2 separate regions of the Macaca mulatta genome follow, and region 2 is linked to region 1. A link is a contact called in public Hi-C data. All regions are on one chromosome and are shown on one strand. Each heading gives the region's core, a stretch centred on a gene start, on an enhancer-like site or on the middle of the called end of the contact. The rest is flanking DNA. Distances are from core to core; before and after follow the strand shown. Region 1 holds the start of VEZF1 (vascular endothelial zinc finger 1). Region 2 holds the start of MRPS23 (mitochondrial ribosomal protein S23).

The links. Hi-C and Micro-C count contacts between places; a contact is called where the count stands out from the background.
Region 2: a Hi-C map of fetal cortex germinal zone shows a contact between it and region 1, with 2.9 times the contacts expected there. The contact joins the promoter of MRPS23 here to the promoter of VEZF1 in region 1. A contact is called at or near these places in 8 of 14 Hi-C or Micro-C datasets (CD4 T cells, blood, cortical neurons and 5 more).

What each region holds. Positions count from the first base shown.
Region 1 is chr16:52,000,149-52,004,653 of T2T-MMU8v2.0, forward strand. VEZF1 (vascular endothelial zinc finger 1) reads left to right here and starts at 2,514. Exons shown (of 8, transcript XM_077970977.1): 1 at 2,514-2,689. LOC144335563 reads left to right here. Exons shown (of 8, transcript XM_077971040.1): 7 at 975-1,116; 8 at 1,491-1,728. The coding sequence ends at 1,493.
Region 2 is chr16:52,139,233-52,144,379 of T2T-MMU8v2.0, forward strand. MRPS23 (mitochondrial ribosomal protein S23) reads left to right here and starts at 3,694. Exons shown (of 5, transcript NM_001266488.1): 1 at 3,694-3,745; 2 at 4,282-4,452. The coding sequence starts at 3,702. LOC144335525 (a long non-coding RNA gene) reads right to left here. Exons shown (of 2, transcript XR_013406454.1): 2 at 4,281-4,878.

The DNA.
Region 1 (4,505 bases), core at 1,264-3,763:
TTTGGTTTAGACGCTTTATTCATCATGGCTGAAGGTAATACCATTTACTCACCGAAAACTGTTTACAATAATCAAGATGAATTTACTGTCTTTGAACATCTGTCTTTTGACTGGACCCCAGTAGATAGTCTGTGGAAATTCACTTAAGGAGAGGGCTCCTTTTTGTTTGGTTAGAGAAATTGTCTGTCCTAAAGGTAGAAATAGCCCCTTCTAGGTACGGATGGAGCATTTGATCATACTGATTTCATTATATTCCTCTAACAGTTGGAACTGATTGTTTTTGAGTACTTGTTTCAAACTTCTGAATATTTTCCTTCTGGAAAGTAGCTCAGTGTTTAAAATTTATATGAACTTAAAAAGTTAATTTTCTTTTTAAAGATGTTTGAGGAGCAATCAACAATTCTGGTTTTGTCTTATGGATAGAAATAGAATTAGTCATTTTCCTCAAGAAAAGTGATTCTTCTGAATCTTATTTCTTCAGTAATGAGAACTGGACTGTTTTCACTTGACCTCTGTTTCCTGTTAGTGGGAAACCCCTCCCCAGAGGTGCTGTGTGAAAGATTGCTGGGGAAAGGGTTTCTAGATCCCAGCATAACAAGTTCAAAAGAGCCCAGTGATATTGTCATTAGAATAATGGTCTTCATTAAGTACTGGTTTTCATAATCTTGAAGCTTCATTTTCACCAATTTGAAAGGCAGTAGCTAGGGAGGAGAGACTATGCAGGGAAGAAGGAAAACTCAGGAGTGCATCACAGACCTTGAGTTAAGGCAGGGAAGAAGCAGATTTGCTGTCCACTGAATGAAAATAAAAAGAATTCCATTGTCCAAGGTCAGAGCAAGAACATAAAGGTTTTAGTTTACTTAGTTAATTCCTTAGGTTTGGACATTACAGGAGACATGGGGGTCACCCATAGCAATTTAGCTGATAAATGTATCAGAAACTCTTTCATCATTTTCTGTCCCCTCCTGTCTTAGGCTGACCGGTTCCCTGATGTGTTACCTGCTTCTGCTACTGATCCAAACTGCAGAACTTCTCCCCCAAGGCCTCCAGGCAGTATCCAATGGGGAATCAGCTCTAAAAGGAACCAGACCAACGTTTTCCAGCCCCTTCATTCTGGTGACTGAGGGGAGGAAAGAATGGGAGGGGGTATTCTTGTCTAGTGGATGGAAAGGAAACACACTGTCAAATTATTGTATCTCCTTGGTTTTCTATTACAGTAGAATTCTCCAGCCATATTTTTATTGTCTATGGGGGAAGTTGGAGATGGTGACCTTGATTAGAAGTGTCTGGAGGGGGAAAAATGGAGGGGATAAGATTCAGTTGGTTTTGGAAAATGTTGAAGTCTTAATGCGTCCATCTGAAGAATGTTTCCTAAAAGCAGAGTTTATAAAAATATCACTGATACAGCCTGCCCCCTCATTTCCCTGCCACAGGAGATGTCTTGGACTAGAGACACTTGTTTAATAATAGCTTGTCTCTGATATTCCCAGTAGCTACCCTCTGTGTGAGGAAAGGATAGAAATGTTCAGGACATCATCATACAGGCTCCTCATCTACAAAGTTCCAGTAGCAGTGACGCCTACACGGAAGACTTGGAACTGCAAACAGAGGCTGGGGTCACCTCAGTGACATCTCCTGACGCTGTCCAACCAGAAGTTCGATTTTTGTTCTGGGGGTGAAGGAGGAAACAGACTGTACTAAAGGACTAAAATAATTTCTTGTCTATACTATCTCACTTGTTTTTATTTTTGGCGGGAGAGGAGGGGTGTTGGGATAGAATTTCACATCCTATCTTGGAGTGAAGGGGAGGATGGGGAGGCTCAGCCCTTCACCCAAGAATAACCCAGTAATGACATCTCTACGCGTGGGAAGTGTTTCCCTCCACACTGGGAGGATCTGAGGCTGCACCCCAGTGGGATTCCCTGCTCGAGTTGGAAGGCCATCTAGCCATGAGATGCATATCGTAGCGAGAGCGCGGAGGGCTTAGCCGACCAGGGAGGAAATGCCAGAGGGAAGAGACACTCGAAGTCGAAAGGGCTTCCCCCAATTTGGAGGTGGGGACCATGCTGTGCATGAGCGATTGAAGAGCCGGGTGTCCGCTGTGGCCTGTGCCCTCCGCTGAGGATCTGACAGGGACTCTACGGTGCTGGACACCGTGTCTGAGTCACGGGAGACGGCCCAGCTGTGCCCAGCGGGCCAGCGCCAGACCCTGGCGTCCTCCATCTTCTCTCCTGAGCTCCCCCTGCTACAGCTGCCTGAGCCACGGACCGCAGCACCACACACCCCCGCGGGGGGGGACGCCGCGCCCCATCCCCGCCCCGGGCCCCACCCCAGCCCCCCCGCGGGGGCCCTGACCCCACCGCCAGCGGGCACTGGCTGAGCTCCGAGGCGGCGAGCCGGCAGTGGGGACGCCCGGAGGGGGTCCGGGCGACTGGGGGCGGCGGCGGCCGGGCCGGGGCTCCCCCCCCGCCCGCGCTCGCCGCCGCGGTGGTGCGTCCCGGAGGTTACCGGAAGTGGCCGCGCTCGGCGCTGCCATGTTGAGGAGCCGCCGCTGCCGTTGCCGCCGCCGCCGCCGCCGCTTTGTTGTCGCCTCCTCCGGCTGAGGAGGCTCCCCGAGCGGGGGGAGTGGGGAGGAGGGGGGTCGGCCGCCGCAGCCATGGAGGCCAACTGGACCGCGTTCCTGTTCCAGGTACTGGGGGCCCCCCCGGGGGGGCACGGGGGGGACAGGGGGGCCGGGCCCCGGGCTGGCGGGCGGGCGGGCGCTCCTCCTCCCCTCCCTCCCGGCTCCGCTCTCCGGCCCGGCCTTAATCCCCCTTTGTTTTTCCGCCCGCCCGCCCGCCCCGGCGGAGCGGGGCTGCTGAGGTGAAAGGAGGCGGCCTCACGGGGTGCGGGGGAGAGAGCAGGCCTCGGGGTGAACCCGGGGGCCCCCCAGCACACACACGCACACACACACACTCACACACACCCTTCCCTCCCGCCCTGAAGGGGAAGGGAGGAGGCCGGTCGCTGTCACCACCCCGCGGCCCAGAGAAAGGAGGGCGCCGGGCCGCTGGATAGCGCGGGCTGCTGGGCCACTGCGTGCCGGCCCGGTCCGGCACGGTGGGGTGAGGAGGTCGCCAGGTCCTGCTCTGAGTCCCCTCCCGCCACTTCATCCATCTTTCGCTTGTTCTCTTTTCATCTCCCTCTTCTTTTTGTGTGTGTGCGTGCCTGTGTTGACTTTCTGACCCCCTCTCGTGTCCCCGCGAATAGCGGGTATCCCTGTGTTCCCCGCCACTCCCCCTCACCGCCACCACCCCTCTCGTGTTTACCCAGTTCGGGGGGGGGGGGGAGGATGTTGTGAGTGTGTATCCCCTCCCCAAACTTTTTCACTGGATTTACATTTTTTCTTTCCCAAGCCTCAGCCGAGCCTTGGCAGCTGACACCTTCTCCCTCTGTCCAGCTCTCCCGCCGTCCCATTGAGCCCGGGGAATCCCCTAGCCGGGCCGGCCCGGGGCGGGGGGAGCGGTGGGGGCCGGGACTCTTGGAGGCCCGACCTTCTCCCGAATCGCTTTTCTTTCTCGGCCCACCTCGAACGTTTCCTCCAAGTGGAGAGAGCAAACAAAGTCCGCTTACAAAGCCCCCAGATGAGTCACTCTCTGGGATGTTGGTCTTCGCTTTTTTGCAAGAAACTTGAAAGTGACTGTAGCCGATCTGTTTTGGCAATTCTCTTGCCCGCCCACTTTAGATGGGGGACCCCTCTTTGGCAGATCTAGGCTGGAACTTATTTTTTTCCTACTCCTTTCTATTTGCAAACGAAGCATTTAGTGGGCAGTAGCGATGAGCTCACGAGGAAACTTCGGAACTGGAGGAGGTTAGGAAGCTCGTCACTTTTAAGTGCGTTCTTCCCGCCTCTCTGAGTTATTTTCCTTTGAATACTTGGTGAAATCCCAAACGCGTAGCTGGGGCGCTTGATACCTTTTGGAACTAACAGGAACGGATGCAGAATTTTCAAAAAATTATTCTCCCAGCCACTGGATTCATCCTAGTGGAGTTAATGTAGGGATTTGGATAACTCAGAAATTACCTATTGTGTAGACTGGCCTTTTGTTTTAAGACGTATTTTTTCACATGTGGGCAATTTGATCTTTAAGTAGTTACGAAAATATATTTGGGCTTCTTAAAATTGAAAATACCCAACATTATGGAATTCATGAACTTCCCCCTTTTCTCATTCTGGTCAGTGTTGTTTTATTGTACTTTGATGAGCTTGCTAATAATGTGATAAACCAACTTGAAAATGCATTGGAAAAGAAATGATATATAACTAGCATGCATCCAGGTTGGTGTAAAGGTGGCACATACTTTTCCCCAGAAAAAAGCTCAAATAGTCATTTTAAAATATGGGATTGATGGGCCACTGAAGTGTTTTTCTTATGTGATTAAAAACCATATTAAGCATGGTGTCTATACAGATTGAAAAAAAAAAAAAAAAGTTCTTCATGTAAAGGAAAAACCCATAACGCATC
Region 2 (5,147 bases), core at 2,444-4,943, 140 kb after region 1:
GATCAATGTTAGGGGCTGAGTTGTGTCTCCCTGAAAATCGTATGTTGAGGTCCTAACTCTCAGTACCTCAGAATGTGACTATAATAGGAGGTAGTCTTTGAAGAGGTAATTAAGTTAAAAATGAAGTCAGTAGGGTGGGCCCTAATCCAATAAGACTGGTGTCCTCATAAGAAGAGATTAGGACAAAACCTTCCCACAAAGAAGAAAGACCATGTGAAGACGCGGGAGAAGAAAGCTGTCTCCAAGGCAAGGAGAAACTAGCCATGTGCACAATAAACTAAACTTGCAGACACCTTGATCTTGGACTTCTGGCCTCCAGAACAGGGAGAAAATTTGTGTGTAAGCCACCCACTCTGTGTGCAAGTGGTGTTAGGGCAGGCCTAGCAAACTTCATACAATCAACAAGCTATTCAGCACATAACTTAATATGTATGTATTTGCCTCTGTTTTCCCTACTGGACAGTTGGATTCTCTAAGACTCAGAATAGTCAAGGAGGTGTTTACATGCTTCTGGAATGAATGGATCATCTAACAAGAAAGTAAAACAGTAAGGCAATCTATGAAATATTATCAAAATGCTGCAGTCCAGGTGGCAATGGGTGGATGACACAGCACAACAGCAATAGCGATGCCATTACAGTCACCAGGCGTGTCGCTGCTCACAGGCACTCACTATGTCCCAGGTGCTGTGAATAGTGCTTTACATGAATGATCTCTTTTACTTTTGCCACAAGCCACGAAGATAGTTGACACTGCCATCCATATTATTATTATTACTATTTTTGAGACAGGGTCTCAGTTCTGTTGACCAGGCTGGAGTGCAGTGGTGTGATCATGGCTCACTGCAACCTTGAACTCCTGGGCTCAAGCCATCCTCCCACCTCAGTCCCCTGAGTAGCTGGGACTACAGGCATGCACCACCACACCTGGCTAATTTTGCCCAGGCTGGTTTTGAACTCCTGGTTTAAGCAATCCTCCCACACTGGCCTCCCAAAATGTTGGGATTACAAGCACGAGCCACTGAGCCCAGCTCCACATTTTAACTGTTGGAGAAACAGAGGCTTGAAAAGTTACGTAGCTTGCCCAGAGTGATGCAATTAGTGGGCACATCTACAATGAGACAGTGGGATTAATATGAGGCTGAGTGGTGTTGTAGTGGAAGGAACGTGGCCTTTGTGAGAGTTTACAAGCACCACTTCCTTATCTGTAAAATTATCAGGACATTACGTATGGCAGCAGGTGGTTGAACGACTGAATGAGACACTTGAGGTTCCTTGGTACTTCCTGCAGCATGGTAGTGCATGGTGTAAGTGCCCCAGCCCCTCACAGCCTTGGGTGGCTGTGGTCCCTACTCTAGAAGACAGTCTCAGATGTCCATTCTGCCTGCCCCCTGCTGCCCAACAACTCCCTCCTGTATTATGAATGAATGCTTCTTGGGTGTGTACTTCTTGTGCAGCCTCGGAAGGCTGTTATCCCAAAAGTACCTACAGTCTGCCCACCAATATTCTGCTCTCAGTCATAGAAGCAGGCTGGAAAGGCAAACTTCAAAGGATTGGAAGAGGAAGGGACCACCCCAAGATTAGAGAGAACATTTCTGCCTTGCAGTTCTTCCCCTATTGAGGGTTTGTGTCTTTGTTCCCCCTCCTTGTTCTTAGAATAAACCCTTTAACTCTTTAGCTGCAGTGACTGCACTAACCTACAGTAGCAGTTCCTGGTGGGAGAAGAGAAGTGTGCCTGTAATCTGGGCTGGCAGATAGTGCTGGCTGGGACAGAATTAGAAAGTTGTTAGGAGGCCTGGGAAGACTATATTTAGCTGGAAGCATGTTTACTCTCCCCAGAGCATGGCCTTTTAGACCTCCTGAGGGCTGGGAGACTACAGCCTTTACACTTGGCCTGGGGCCAGAGCTGTGCTATCTCTTCTCTGTTACAGAGGATCTGGAGGCAGCAGTGAAATCCACTACAGGTTAGCCCTGGGCCTCAAATCACTGGATTCCTGCTCTGTGTGTGTGTGTGTGTGTGTGTGTGTGTGTGTGTGTGTGTGTTGTGGGGAGGGGGGCGGGGGAGCGGCCTTCTGCTGGGCTCTTGAGCCTACCAGCCTCCAGCTTTAGGCATAGCTTAGGCAGCAGTGTGAGGTCCTGGAAAGGGCCCTGTCTGCCCCGCCCCCACAGGCTGGCTCTATCAGTTGCTTATCAGACAAGTTTAACTTCCTGAGGCCTTGCTTTCTCATCTATAATGAGGATGTTAATAGCTACCTTATGGGAAGGTATGTGGATTCAGTAAGATAACACACACAAGTAGTAAGTACTCATCAAACAGTCCCTTCTTCCCCCTCACCAGCCTCTGAGTGGGAGGACTCTAGCATGACTTGACTAGGTTCCCAGGAGACATTGTGTGTGATTCAAAACATTCATTGGATTAAAAGTTCAAATATGAATACCATCTCTTTACAAGTCACACTCTGAAGCACGTATAAAGGAAGAAAAAATTCTCCCTTCCCTGCCTGCAATTTCACTCCAAGATACCCCATGTTCACAGCCTTGGGTGTCCTTCTGCAGAATTTCTATCCTCAAACACAAACATATATAGAGGTGTTTCTTTTTCTTTTATTTTTCCTAACACGTTGAGATTCCATTAAACATGTTTCTTTGCCACTTCGTCTTTCATTTAAACATGTCATGTACGTTAACCTAGGTAAATACATATGGATCTAGCTCATTCATTTTAATAGCTGCATAGGGTTTCAAAGAAAGTATGAACAATAATTTTCCAGCCATTTCTCATCTGATAGATTTTTTTTCCCACTACAAACAATGCTGCAACGATGATCCTTAAGCAAACATCCTCATGAATTGATGTTTTAATTTCTACGAGATTCTTTCCCCGAAATATGATTACTGGGTCAAAGGGTATACGCTACACACAGTTTATATTTTTTTACAGTTTAACACTGAGAGATGACTTTCTGCAGATTTTTTCGTTTCCTTCTCGGCGTTTGTTTGTTCCGGACACTTTCACTTTTCGAGTTCCAAGGAGGAGGTAGCCCGCGACGCCGGCCGCGGGAAACACGAGTTGCAGCCAGCATCCCAGTTAGCGTGGATGCAGGTGGCACTCCGGGGACGAGGGGCTTAGTGGGAGCACTACACAGCCAGAGGCGGAGGCCCGAAATCTAGCACGACGCTGGGCAAGTGACGGCCCCTCTCCGGCCTTCGTTTTCTTCTGCGTAGTCTGTGACTCTGAACAACATTAGGCTCAGCGTGGGCCTAGAGCTGGTGACCTCAAATCTCGGCCTTTGTTGGCTTCCCCAGGACTGTAGGCTGCGCCTCACCCCCACTCTGCCCCACTACTTCTCCTCCGCGTGGCTCCACCTTTTCAGAGGAGTTGGCTCAACAAGGCGACAGAGAGTAAAGCAACCACCATAATGAATCCCTCCCCCAGCTCGGTCATTTATTATTTCTGTCCGGCTTTGGCTCGCTCCCTCCCTTTTGGCTCTGCTATCGAGTGCTCCTGCCTGAAACTGGCAAGTAACCTCGGAGCGCGCCCGTTCGGCCTATCACTTGCTTCTGCCTGCGCCGCTCTCCCGCAGGGGCTGTGGTGAAAGCACAGTGATCCTCGGCTCGGCCAGCAACTTACGCGCCCTTTATCTGGAGCAGCCGCTTCCGGTTCCGGTAGCAGCTAGTCACGCTTGATCCCAGGCGCAGATCATGGCAGGCAGCCGGCTGGAAACCGTAGGGAGCGTCTTCTCGCGGTGTGTGCTCCGAGCCGCGGTGGGCTGAGGGTGCTTCCCCCAGGCTGGGGTTCTCAGCTGGTCACGCTCTTCCTTGGGGCGGACCTGAGCAGGGCGAGGCGTTCTGCAGGGTGCGGGGGCTGAGCTGGGTGAGACTCCCATGTTTTCTTCTGGCTTCGAATAGTTGTACCTGAGGATGCCTCTCCTTGCGTTTATGTGTCATGTTAAAGATTATTGCAGCCGCCTCTCCCCGAGTGGAGGTCTCTGGGAAGAGGAAGGGAGGAAGAGCCCGATGGGCCTGACTAGACCGCTCTTGAATTTTTCCGTGACGGAACGTGGGTGGGACGCACAAAAGAAGATAGAGGGATTTAACCCCTGAGCGTTGTTAGTTTGGTTTGGGATGTGGACAGACCTTCCCTGTAGGTGGGGAGCAGTCCTCCCCCTATCTGTGTTGCAAACCGCGTAATACCTTTAATGTCCCAAGCTGTGCTAGACTGATTAAGGGGCTTTGGCAGGCTACTGTAAATGACCCAGTTTCGTTCTGTTCCCTCTCTAAGGACTCGGAACCTGATTCGGGCCGGGGTGCTGAAGGAGAAACCTCTGTGGTTGGACATATATAACGCCTTTCCCCCGCTGAGGGAGCCCGTCTTCCAAAGACCCCGATTGCGATATGGCAAAGCCAAAGCTTCCATCCAGGACATCTGGTACCACGAGGATCAGATTAGAGCGTGAGTGCTCAGCCCTGTAGTGGACAGGAGGCAACAGAACTTAAGAAGGGGAGGTTTCGGTAGCAGTCTGGGAATTCAAATATGAAATTGAGTCAGGGGCTTGCCCTGTGGAGAAGACTTATCTAGCCAAATTAGGGAGTCAGCACCCCTTCCCCATAGTGAAACTGAAGTTCTGAAAACTGGAATCTGGAGCCCAGCAACTGAAAGATCATTGCAATTATAGCTGCCTGTTTCTGGGCATCTGCTTTGGGCCAGGAACTGTACTTTTGCAAGCATTATCTCATTCTCTAAAGGCCTTACTCTAACTTACAAGGAAGTATTGTTTCCGTTTTATTCAAGGAGACTGCGAAGCTCCGGGAAATTAGCTAACTTCTATTAATTACTAAATACATAGGAGGGTGGCAGATCTGAGAATCACATCTCTGACTCCAAGCTTATGGTGATCATTATGCCTGCCTTCTCCAGGAGTAGAGATAGGAGGAACGTGGTCTATGGATCTAGTAGTCCGGATCTTTGAAGCCACTCAGATGAAAGGATGCTTAAAAGTCTAAGAGAGGCCGGGCGTGGTGTTTCACGCCTGTAATCCCAACACTTTGGGAGGCCAAGGCGGGCGGATCACCTGAGGTCAGGAGTTCGAGACGAATCAGACCAATATGGTGAAACCCCGTCTCTACTAAAAATACAAAAATTAGCCG